Linked DNA regions of Mus musculus: region 2 is linked to region 1. The links are chromatin contacts, called in public HiChIP or PLAC-seq maps. All regions are on one chromosome and are shown on one strand. Each heading gives the region's core, a stretch centred on a gene start, on an enhancer-like site or on the middle of the called end of the contact. The rest is flanking DNA. Distances are from core to core; before and after follow the strand shown. Region 1 has its middle 44 kb from the start of Gm50287. Region 2 has its middle 13 kb from the start of Gm41876.

The links. HiChIP or PLAC-seq counts read pairs in DNA pulled down with a chosen protein or histone mark.
Region 2: a CTCF HiChIP or PLAC-seq map of pro-B cells shows a contact between it and region 1, with 7 times the contacts expected there. The contact joins two enhancer-like sites. A contact is called at or near these places in 9 of 39 promoter capture datasets (the 3T3-L1 cell line, 3T3-L1-derived adipocytes, the SN4741 cell line and 6 more), 3 of 15 datasets of contacts at CTCF or cohesin (the NIH/3T3 cell line, large pre-B cells and pro-B cells), 3 of 484 Hi-C or Micro-C datasets (forebrain, stem cell-derived primordial germ cell-like cells and trophoblast stem cells), 11 of 115 datasets of contacts at active chromatin or transcription factors (the NIH/3T3 cell line, astrocytes, craniofacial prominence and 8 more) and 3 of 9 other capture datasets (adipose tissue, embryonic stem cells and pancreatic islet).

The regions. Positions count from the first base shown.
Region 1 is chr19:58,141,047-58,147,420 of GRCm38.p6, forward strand. No RefSeq gene overlaps it. Among named protein-coding and RNA genes, the nearest start is that of Gm50287, 44 kb to the left of the region's middle. Within about 2 kb of position 2,960, at least 65 of the 459 cell types and tissues checked have an H3K27ac peak or open chromatin away from gene starts, as enhancers often do. A contact at or near this core is called in pro-B cells, where this site is marked.
Region 2 is chr19:58,465,487-58,471,860 of GRCm38.p6, forward strand. No RefSeq gene overlaps it. Among named protein-coding and RNA genes, the nearest start is that of Gm41876, 13 kb to the left of the region's middle. Within about 2 kb of position 3,480, at least 8 of the 459 cell types and tissues checked have an H3K27ac peak or open chromatin away from gene starts, as enhancers often do. A contact at or near this core is called in pro-B cells, where this site is marked.

The DNA.
Region 1 (6,374 bases), core at 1,710-4,209:
CACATTAGAGATGAAATTCAAGGCATTCTTTTCATCCCATGGACTCAGTCACCAAATGGCTGCTCATGATTCCAGAAAAGTCAAATTGCATCACACAGAAACGGTCAAGAGCTAGCAATTACATCACAGCATGATCAGATGCTGGCTTTTATTAAAAAGGTGATATCACTAGGTGACTTTACCTTCAGACATCATATTCAACGTGCTAAGGTTACAGTCACAGTCATTCTTAGCTAATGACCAGGTCTAGTCTCATTGTCATGTTCTCCAATCAACGTGACTTTACATAAGCCAGTTATGTGAAATCGAGGCGGTCCCCCCTCCTCCATCTCTTTATCCTGAATATAGAAAAATCTCAGCAAATATCCCAGAAGTCTCACCACTCAAAACCTTACTGTTTCATTTCCAAGTAAGTGGGAAAATAGGCTTTTTATTTTTCATAAAACAGTTTCTTAAACAACGGCATCTATCAGAGTGAACTACAGCACAGGGTTACTTGTTAAGCAAAGCCTGGGCCCTCTTGTTGTTTCTGATCTAGAAAGTCAGTAAGAATTTTCATGTTGACAAGTCCTAAGACGATATTGGACGGTGAGGGATAGGGCGTCCCAACTGGGGACTCCTTAGGAGCAACTTGGGATGGAGGAGCTATGACTGAAACGCAGCACCAGATACTCTGCAACTCTGAACAGACCACAGAGTAGAGTCTCCAGGTCCCACAAGATTGTGGCCTCCAAGGTGGTTTTCTGGCTTTGGTGGGCGGGGCCTAGAAGGTAGACTGGGTAACATGGACAGTATTAATGCCTGTGCTTTTTATTTTTATGTGTTTGTTTATTCCTTTTTTTTTTTTGACACAGGATCTCATAGAACACAGACTGACTCCTGAGCTTATAGCCATGAGCTGTCACACCTCACTGTTACCTAAATTTTAATTGATAAATACCCACCTGAAGGTCTCTGCAGGAGTTATAAATGTTTGAAAATAAACTTTTACAAGGACACATGTCATGGTCTGCCTGTGCTAATGAGGCACGCCAGAAGCCAACTGTTCCTAAATCAGGTAGAGTAGTGTGGGGCTCTGTGGTTTTGATAAAGGCCCTGGTTAATTCTTTATTTAGGGCAACAGAAGTTCACCTTTCACTGTGCTGACTGACCAGCCTGAAGCATCAACTACACACACAACAGTGTGGGCCCATTTACTTCCATACATTGATGTGTAGCCTCTGAATGGTGGATGAGGGAACACAAGCTGCTGTTCTCAAAACGGACAAGAAACAACTTTGGAGAACTTTACCCAGGTATTTCCTTCCTTTATGCTGCCTACGTTGATCTTCCAAAAAATGGAGTCCATTCATAACACAGCTGATGCACTTCACCCAGCCATTCCTGGTCATGTGACATAATGGCCTTGGGGGACATGAACTGGTCCTGGCAGCTCTTAGCTGTGTAGTCACTACACCCCCTGGGATAAGTTCCATTAGGACTTGCTTTTGTCCTGGCAAATGCTATTGCCTTCTAATTTGAGGCTATTTTTGAGTACTTGGTGGGTTCTTTTTTTCTTCCACCCTTCTCTACCCCCTTCTTCCACCCTTTCAACCCCCTAACAGTAGGCAGGAAAGGAAAAAGGATAGAACAGAAAGAGGGTTTCGATATTGACAGACTACTTCCTGCTGATTAGGAGCATTGAATTCCTAGGAGCAAGTTAGATCTTCACCATCAGGATATCTAATTTCTCCTTGTTGTTTCTTCTTTGTGCATGGCTACTTAACAAACTGCAACCAACTGCAACCAACCACCAACTGGCCAACAGTCCCTTCTATCAGGGCCCTAGCATTTATATATACTGTGAAAAGTCCCCAGAATTCCAAACTTGACAATCTCAGAAACTATCTGCAGCTGGCTGGCAAAACCACACCCCTGCTAGAGCACGAGGCAAATCAGAGTCAACTGCTATGGGTAATCTGAAGCAGCTCCATAGCCCACACCTGGATTTAAAATGAAAACACATTCTTATAATATTTCTGTGTTTTTAAAGAAACCAAAATTCTCACTAAGAGAAGCCTAAGCTTGCATGGCAACCAAGAGGCAGATATGAAATGCTTGCCAAACAGACCTTTCACACTATGGAAGGAAAATGTCATCAACTTTGGCCACTGTCCTCTAAGTAGATGTCCCAATGACAGGGACAGTTTCAGTCAAAGTCATACTTTCCCATACTTAATAAGTAATGTTTTTGTTACTTTTCCATTGCTGTGAAGACACATCATGATCAAAGCAGCTAATAATGAAAACATTTAATTGGGGACTTGCTTACATTTCAGAGGGTGAGTCCACAACAGCCACGGCAGGGAGTATGGCAGGAGGCAGGCATGGTCCTGGAGCAGTAGCTTAGAGCTTACTTCTGTCTTATCCACAAGTTGAAGGGAGGGGAGAGAGAGAGAGAGAGAGAGGGAGAGGGAGAGGGAGAGGGAGAGGGAGAGGGAGAGGGAGAGGGAGAGGGAGAGGGAGAGGGAGAGGGAGAGGGAGAGGGAGAGGGAGAGGGAGAGGGAGAGGGAGAGGGAGAGGGAGAGGGAGAGGGAGAGGGAGAGAATTGGAAATGACATCTGCTTTTGCAACCTTCAAGCCCACCCAATTGACACACCTCTTCAGACAAACCAATCATTCTAGTTCTTCCCAAGCAGTTCCACCAACCAGGGACCAAGCACTCAAATGTACGAGCCTGTGGGGGCCATTTTTAGTCTTTTTCACTAGTCCTGGCTCCCCCATAACAAGGGGACAAGCTCAATTCTTCAGCTCCAAGCAACCCTAAGATGTCCAGATGCCCAGCCTGCTTCATCACAATGGTTATCAGCAGTAACATCAGATCTAATCTCATTGGATCATTGAGCAAGTGACAGAGTAGAAAGCAGCTCTGGCAATTACAAGTCCCACACTAACAGGATGTGGTCACACTGTTCATATCCTGCTCAGCTGGGACTTACACATCTCTAGACTCGGAGCTCAACGCAGAGCAGAAGTTCACGGGGGATGGAACTGTTGCAGAGACCCTCTATCTGCTTTACTACTCTGCCTACATCATGTTGTTAAGCATAGATGGTCCAGTTGCCTTACCTCATCTCTCAGCTTTGGAGGAGCAAAGCCCCAGTGTATCGTGGGTGCCTCGGGACATTTGCACCACATCACATCATACCACAGGCTGCTGGGAGAGGTACAGGTTGCCTTCTGGATTACTGGCAAGGCAATACAAACACTATCTGAGCGCCTATTCTTTAGGCAGATCCCATGATGCCAGAGAACATGGTAGTCAGCTAGCGCTCTCTCCCCTCCCTCTCCCTCCTCCTCTCCCTCTCCCTCCCCCTCTCCCTCCCTCTCCCTCCCCCTCCCCTCTCCCCTCTCCCCCCCTATCTCTCTCGTGTGTGTGTGTGTGTATGTGTGTGTGTGTGTGTGTGTGTGTGTGTGTGTGTGTGTGTATGTGCCTAAGCATGTGCTCAGGTACGTGAATGCTAGAGGTCAACGTTGGGTGTCTTCCTCAGTCACCTTCCACCATATTATTTGTAGACACACCCATACTGGCTTCTCGCTGGAATTCGCCAAGTAGGCTAGGCTTGCTGGCCATTGAGTGCTAAACGTCTGCTTGTCTGGTATTCCCAGCTCTAGAATTACTGGTACTTGTCACCAGGCCTGGCTTATCTCTGTGTAGGATTCAGGGTGTAGGTAGCTCCATCTGCCTGGGTCTATACCTAGTGATGATGGTATTGTGCTTGTCTGACTTGGCCTCCCATATCCATAAGAGCAACTCTCATGAGCTGAATAAAACCTGTCAGCTCGCTTCAGCTAAAGACACTGCCACATTCACAAGGCTTCAGTCTGTACTTGGGACCCTCTCAATGGCACTGAGGTGGGCCGCACAGCATACCAACAGAGAGTGAAGCAGACGCTCTGTGTTGCCGCCTTCCTTCCTAACAGAGAAATCTCATAGACACATCAAATGTATTTCGTTTGCAGCTCCCCATATCCTGGGTTTTTACTTTATTTCTTAGTGGGGCTTAACTTCCAGCCATCAGGATAACTTTGTTTAACTGTTTCACTATGCTGTTTTAACCTCTAAAAGAACCTTATGAAATACATTCTTTACTTAGAATAGAGAAGTAGATGTAGAAAATTCATGGATTATTGGTCATCAAAGATCCTGAATCAGCCCTGCTAGTTATATGGGGTGTGGAGTCGGGAATGCTAATGCCTTTTAAACTCTGGCTCCTAAAACTATTATTAACTATGTTTGTGGTGTCCAGCTCTCAGAATCTCTCTCTCTCTCTCTCTCTCTCTCTCTCTCTCTCTCTCTCTCTCTCTGTGTGTGTGTGTGTGTGTGTGTGTGGTGGATCTTGCAGTTGTTACCATGAAGCAGAATGTAACCATTTTTTTTCCATCTGGGACTTAGCTAAAGGGTAAGTCACTACCAGGGAAGGCTTTAACCTTTTACAAATTCGCAAACACAGGTAACTGGCTGATGTGTTTGTATGCGGTGCACAGATACATTGACCTAGATACATCTCTAAAATTAATTTACCGGTGCTGCAACGGGGCCTCGCTAACACTCCAACAAGTGCTTATTGCTTTACTGGTGAGCATGAGCCCTGAGGGCCTGCTGTTTGATGGTGGTGACAGCTCTGTATGATGTAGGCGCCGCCAAGAGCCAGCATGCTGACTCAGAGAACAGGAGGGCAGCGAGGCTGGTAGGGGAGTTGTCAGACAAATTAGTAGCCATCCAGATTAAAAGTCATAGAGCAGATCAGTGCTGCAGGCATGCTTTAACCACGGCCCAATGGGAAGTGACTTCTCCAGGAATTATTTATGTGAAAATCAGCATAGTCCCTAAAGTCTAGATTGTGAAATGAGCCAAGATCTTACCTTCAGCCATTTGACATACTTTGAATTCTCCATCATCCACATGGAGGGGTACCCACCCCCTTTTTTATCCTCCATACTTGCCCCCATCAGCCCAGAGAAGATCCCTGCTGCTCCTGAGACCACACAAGGCATTGCAATCTTTGCCTTTCAGATATGCTCAGAAATGGCAGATGTCTGGGTATTGCTAAGTTATTGCATAATTAAGTCTGATATGAGTGAGGGAATTCAAACAAACATTTCTAGAAGAAGAATAGGTGTGTTCTGTTTGCCTGGGATTTTCTTTAGAACAGCTAAAGTCGCCCAGAGGAATAATTAATCCTGTGGCTGATGGTAGCAGCAGTACAGGGAGCCAAGGAGCCCCCTTCACTTGGCAAGGCTCCTTCAGACCTGTGGTGTAACTGGCGTGAAGTACTCTGGCTGCAAAGGGGGAACATCGTGTCTGTAAGAGGAGGGACTGCACACCTGAGCCATGTGCCCCAGCACTCCAACCAGAGCAGTTGAAGCCGAATCCCTGTGATAGCATTTAATCAATTCTTCTTAAAGAGACTTGAGTCTGTGGAGTATAAAGATGATTAAGGACATTTGCAGGCTGTCACAAAGCCGGGGATGAGAAGTGCAGGCCCACTGTTGCTATAAGCACAGATCAGAGCCGTGTGGTGCCATCTAAAGTTTCCAGGTTCTTGGGTCTCCAGACAAAGATTGTACCAGGGGCACCTAGTTAGTGACAGAAACAAAGACAGTTCATTTTACGTAAGAGAAAGACAATCTTGAGGATGGGTGTAGACCAGTGCTCAGGAGAGACACGTGGTACATCTTTATAGATAGAGTCACTTACCATGTATCTTCCCTCCCACTCAGGAGCACAGCCTTTCATAGAACATCTCTGCTTGCTGCATGAAGCCAGGTGGGTAAGGCTCCTGGTGTTTGTTTTTCAGTTTGGTTTGGTTTGGTTTGGTTTGGTTTGGTTTGGTTTGGTTTGGTTTTTCCCTATGTATGTTAATCTTGCTACCTCCCCTGCATCACAGAGTTAACACAACAGTGAAGCAGCTCACATGGCTTCAGATGGGCATCTCCTCACTGTGAAGGGCTGGTGGGTCCTCAGATACTTCTGGTATTGCACCTAAACTACAGCTGCCTGTCCCTTACCTCTGTTCTGTTTCATTATTTAGGGTGTATTTAGCTGTCAACATTGGAAATCCTGAGCAACAGAGGAATAATCGTAAGGAATTTAGAGGTCACTTAACAACAGCAACAAAACAAAACAAACAACAACAACAACAAAAACGTGGAATGTTGAAATGTCTCAATGGATAAAGATGGTTCCACCAAGCCTGACTCTTTGAGTTCAATCCCCAGGACATACAAAACAGAAAGACCAACTCCTGCAAGTTACACTCTCACCTCCACACACATATACCATGGCGTACCATACACACACACACACACACACACACACACACACACACACA
Region 2 (6,374 bases), core at 2,230-4,729, 320 kb after region 1:
AAACTGGTATTCAGATGTTGGGATACTGTGCTAAAAAACACACAACCATGCCCACAAAACTTGAATGCAGGGCTGGAAAGGTGGCACAGGAAGCCCTCACACCCATGCAAGGTGTGCAGTTGAGGCATGGAGATCCTTCACTGGTGTGTCATCTTTTATAGGCTCTCTAGAGGGATCGGCTCGAATGGCTGAACAGAAGGAACCTGAATTTGTTGACACGATGTCTCCTCAGCCTGAGTGGGGACCAGTGATTGCCTTGGATTCTGATGGCAGAGCAGTTTATCCGCGATTTGTTTACGATGCTTTACCAGAAAAGAGACATTAAATCAAAAGCAAGCACAGCACTGGGGAAAGCTGCTGTGTCCCTGAACTTGGTACTTCCTGTCAATGTGAACACTCACTAATGCTACAGTTTTAGGCAGTGATTCCAGATTCCAATAGAACCTTTGGACACTGAATCTCCAGGGAGAACCTTTAAGAACAGACCATGTACCTGCAACAGAGGACCCTGGGAACCTTGCGCCTGGGTTCTGATGCACCGTATATCATGCATCTTTTTCTTCATTGAACTTGCCTTGTCTTCTTTTCCCATGATGCATCACAGCCAATGAACACTACCATATGCTGACTCTTATGTCCTGGAGAGCAATCACGTCCATCCAAGTGCTCAGGGGAACGCTCAACACACAACTATTCTAAACGTAGTTTCTGAACTGAGTGGACGGTGGTTTAAGATTGCAAAGGTCTACACTGAATCATCAAAATGGGGCTGACGTGACGATGAGGCCTGTGCAGTCACACAGGACCCCCTGATTTTTAGAGGACTCCTCCCAAGTCTGTGCTGAGCTGTGAACATTCAACAGGTCTCAAAACTCTTAATACAGAGTCTTAATTTTTACTTTGTTCTGGGTCGTCAAATGATGCAATTTACAAAGGGTCAAGGTGGTACTGAGCTATCTCCATATTTACTTACCCTCATGCGTGTATGTATGTGCCTCTACACACACATTCTGCGTGTTCTTCTTTTTATAAGAACACCATATTAAACTGGAGTCCATCTTAATGACCTTGTTTTTTTTTTTTTTTTTTTTAAACTTTATTGCTCTCCAAAGTGAGATCACTTTCTGAGGTGGTGCAGTTATGATTTGAACACTGCATGAGGGTCACAGTTCAAGGTCTAGTAAATCAACCTTTTCCTCTCTCTATGTACTTGACAATTTTATGTTTAAGGCCCTGTTCGTGATCTTTCTCAGAGTCCACGAGAAGTCGGGTTACCAGTAAAAGAGAAGAAGGTGCACACAGCTGGATGACTGCAGCACAGGAATGAGGGGCCAGGACTGCTGAGGGAGATTTGGGGAGAGGTTGCCCTGGATTCTGATGGCAGAGCCATTTATCGGCAATTTGTTTAGGATGCTTCAGCAGGAGACATTATTAAACCAAAAGAAAGCACAGCCCTTGGGAAGCTGGCCGTCTTTGAGTTTTATTGCTGTGAAGAGACACCAGGACCACAACAGCCCTTGTAAAGGAAAACACTTCGTTGGGGCTGGCTTATAGCTCAGACATTCAGTCCATCACTGCCATGACAGGAAACATGGCAGCACGCAGGGAGCTGAAGAAGGAGCTTAGAGCTCTACATCTTGATCTGCAAGCAGCAGGAGACTGTGTCACACACTGGGCATGGCTTGAGCATAGGAGACCTCAAAGCCTGCCCCTACAGTGATGCACTTTCTCCAACAAGATCACACCCGCTCCAGCAAGGCCACACCTCCTAATAGTGGCACTCCCTATAGGCCAAGCATTCAAACACATAAGTCTATGGGGGCCAGACCTATCCAAACTGCTACACTGAGGCAGTAGGATTACAAGTTTGAAGCCAGTCTGGGCTATGCATGGAGACCCTTTCCCAGCAAGAAAACAGTTCTTTCCCAGCAAGAAAACAGTTACACACACACACACACACACACACACACACACACACACACACACACACCAGGAAACAGAGGCCAAGGCTGGGGGACTGAAGAGGTTGCTGCAAAGCTAAGAGAAGGAAGAACTTAACTACAGCAATGGCCACAGTGTGGCAGGACTCAGTAAAATCCAAAGGATGCACACACATACATTCATACCCATACCTGTGTACAGACACCCACACAAACATTTACTTATGCTTTTATCTAGCTGCACATAGCTAAAACAGTTCACAGCCAGAGGCATTTCTCTGCCTTTCTGGAGACACTGGTCTGAGAGGTGTGTCGTGCTGGTATAGCCTCTTTGGCTCCATGTAGACGGTGCTGTGAATCCTAAGAGACAGGTGGGGACCTCCTGTAGTATTGCACGATCATCATAGCATTATCTAGCACTCACCCCCTTAACTTGGTAATCCCTAGACATTTGGGCCTCCTTTGGGTCATACCCTAGACCTTGATACCTGCTATTTCCTCAGCCTGGCTCTTTGCCCAGCCCTAGCTCTTGAGCTTTTTATTAGGCTGAGGTCAGCTTTCCAGAGACTTGCCCTGCAAGGCGCCTCTGCCTGTCCCCTTGCATGCTCTCATCCGACTGTGGCTCTGTTCACTGTCTCTTTTCTCCTAGATACCAAGTTTCATGAGGACAGGGTCCTGTCTGTTGCTGCTGTGTCTCCATCACTTGTCTGCACGGCAAGCCAGGCAGACCAGATACCTCATAAGCTGAATGGATGGATGAATGAATGAATGAATGAATGATTCACTACACAAAGGGGTCTTGAAACAACGCATAAAGGAATGACAGTATACCAGCAAATACATAATGTGACAGCTTTGAAGTGAGTTCAGAAGCCACTTTTAACGAAATGACGTTTTACATTTAAAGCCAAAGATAAGTTTTTAAGGGTTTATACTAATTTAATATTCTCCATAGAAACTTCTGTTTCCTTATTTTAAAAAGAGAAGTCCCAAGATTTATTTTTAAAAGCTTCACAGACATCAAATTACTGTCATAAAGGAAAAGGTTGCTTTAGATAAGTCCGTGGGAGTGTGAATGCCCAGAAGCATCTGGGTTGCATTTCCCTTAAACTCTCTTGGGTTTGCAAATTGGAAAGAAAGGTCTGGAATAAAGCACATTTTCTATTTTCCCGAAGTCAGTACATCTGGGAAACAGCAACATTTGGTATATTCAGGAAACTGAAAGTATGTGTGGGTACTTGTTTAAGTTTATTTCCAGTAGTACATTAAAGTGGCTGATAAGAAAGAGGAAGTGGGCATTTAGCATCTGAAAGAAACCAATTCAAAAAAAGGTTGTTGTTGTTGTTGTTTTTTCTTTTCTGTAGCTTTTTTGCCTACACGAGAGAAATTTTCCTCTGCCTCCCGCCTTGACCACAATCAATATTTTTAGGGAACGGAGGCAGCAGGGAAGTGGGGTATTCAGCCTTTTGTATGCGACTGAGCTGTGGAAACAGGATGGAGATTTGTAAGTCTGTCCAGTAAATGCCTCTAAGTGCTTTAAAAACGTGACTTAGAGCAGAATGGAGGGCCTAGGGAGCAGCCGAGAATTAGGGCTAAATTAGCACATTTCAATGCCTCGATAGAGGAAATGTCAAGAACAAAGTAGCCAGAGAAACAAGCAGAGGCAACGTCAGACACTCTGCCTCTTTCTCCTCTTCTTGAGCAACCCTAACAGCTGGGAAGTAAGTAGTTTGGTTTTTAAGTGGGTAAATTATGTTACTTTGACAGAGGATTTATTATTATTATTTTGTTATTTATCAACATCGAGGTGTAGTCTACCCTTAAATGGGCCAGATAAGATTCAAATCAAAGACTGTCCACTTCAATGCATGCTGTGGTGACCTGGCATGAGCAATCCCTTCCTGCAGAATTTACATTCTAATTCAGCTGTTTTCTAAATACAGTCCACATAAAATCAAAAAGTTTAAAAAGAGGAAAACCAGAGAGATAAAGAAAACGATTGGGCAAAGTAGATCAGTCATTCTGCATATGGATTAAAATATTTCTATTATATTAAAGTATTAATATTTACAGGCAACCGTGGGGGAAAAAACTCATTCGTTCTTAGACTTGCAAATGATAGAGCGTCCATTTGTAGACGAAAGGCGGACTGCTAGCGCCCCCTGGCTGTGGAAAACGATTCTGTCCTTCCCAGTGTACGTAAGACATTAACTAGCTCAACAAGAAACCTGCAGGAAAACCGATTCAAAATGAGCATCCACCACAGCCCTCTGACACTACTGTCCCAGCCTGTGGGGCTGTGGTCCTGTCAGCAGCACTCAGTGCATTCAAACCTCCATCCTGGCCCTGGAGACCCTTGAACTCCACTCACAGCGGGCTAATTATAAGACGGGAGACATCACCCTTTCTTTCCATTTTGATGGATCTGAATTAGACGGTCTCCCGGATGCACAGGTACAGTGATACTGACTGAGACAGAAGATACTGGTTCTGCCCGGCACAGCCTGAGCCTTAGGACAGATTAGCAGATGCGAACATACAGCCCATTAAAAACTACAAAAAAAAGAAAAGAAAAAAAGAAAGAAAGAAAGAAAAGAAAAGAAGAGAAAAGAAAAGAAAAAAAAAGAAGTGATTTTGTTACGTTTTTGTGTGCACTGAGCTTTATAAACCTTTAAATAGGCAGCTTACACAATTAGAAAATTTCAGATGAAACCAGATATGGTAGCAAATGCCTTTAGTCTCAGTACAGGGAGCCAGAGGCAGGCGGATCTCTGGGAGTTCAAGGCCAGCCTGGTCTACCTAGAGAATTCCAGGACAGCTAAGGTTTGTTACACTGAGAAGCCTGTCTCAAAAATAAATCCTATTTCCAGCTTCTTTTGAACAATCCAGAGATCTGACATTGGGTATGAACTCACACAGTACCTACAGGGAGCTCTCAGTCATGTGGCATGTACAACTTCATCCATCCAATTCCTCCTACTTTATGTGTCAGGTAATATGGGACTATCTTGATGAAGGCTCACATTGCCTGCTAGGTGGCTATACTAGTTAGGGTTTGCTAAAGGAATAGAACCAAGGCAATGTATGTGTATGTACATGTATACACACATACATAGATATGAATCTATTAAGCCATCTTATTTTAAAATAGGAACATCAACGGATTCCCACTAGAGAGGCTGAGAACTGGGTAGTTACTTTGTCCTTGGGGTAGGTGCCTCAGTAGTCAGAGTAGCCCACAGTAGCAGTTTCATAGTGGGGGAGTTAATTATCTAGCACTTTCTCAGTCTACAAGGTGCAATACCTCAACATTCGCAATCAGCGGTCCTTAGGCCTTGGTGGAAGCCTAGAAATACTAGCTGTGCTGTCAATGAAGGAGAGGGAGGGGGAGGAAGAGGAGGAGGAGCCGCCGCCACCGCACAGGTACATAAACTCAGAAGCAGGAGGTAAGGCCAGTCTACCATAATCACTCGTACAGGTAATCACTCGTCTACCATATTCTTTTTATCAGGAGTGCTACTAGAACGTGCTGCCCACGTTGGGGTGGGTCTTCCCATATCAGTTAAGTCAGTCAGGATAGTTCTTCTGGTAAGGCTCTTACTCAGGTCCTGTTATTCTGTGTTAAGTTGGCATCAGAACCAACCATAATTGAGGCATGACGTAGCTGAGTTTGCAATTCCCTCTGTCCAAACCTCGAACAACCCAATGCCTCCTCTGAGTGGTGATAATAAATTTCCAAGGTCTGACTCTTTGCTCCCCCTCAGACACCTTGCACAGTTCTCTAATTGCCTCAGATCTGCATCCTATGAACCATTCGAGACAACTCCATTCATTTTACAAGTAAGAACTACACCGCTCATGTTGAAACACAATAACGCAGTAAATACACAGCGAGTACTGCTCCAAGACAAGGATTTTACTCAATACTGAACATGCACAGACAGACCTTAGCCTTGCACTTACAGAGCTTTGGTGAAGCCCAGCAACTGCAGAGCATAGATTCCCGTGAAGTCAGAAGCACGGAAGCTAATGCGGATTGCACTGTTGTCTTCCAGGTTTTGCACCATATTCACCAGGAAAAAGTCTATTTCCTCCTTTGCACCTTTCTTCTCTCATACCTTTGTCCTCTCTCCCTTTTCTGGTTGAGTGAGCCAAGGATCACTCATACAAGGAGCATGCCACGAGGCTCCACTCTGCAATTTGCTGCAAAGCACAACTGGCAGCATATTATGTTTCGATCAATTTTAAGTTGAGCCTCATTAAGTACGTTTATATGGTTATGTAACCATCAATACTTTCTACGTCCAGCCTTTGATCATCTCCCGCTCTTCTCCAGGTACCCAGCATCCTGTCCCAAAGGCCACCCATAGTCTAACATATATTAGAATGTTCTTCCTTCTAAGACTAAGATTGTGTGTATGTGCCTGCCATCTT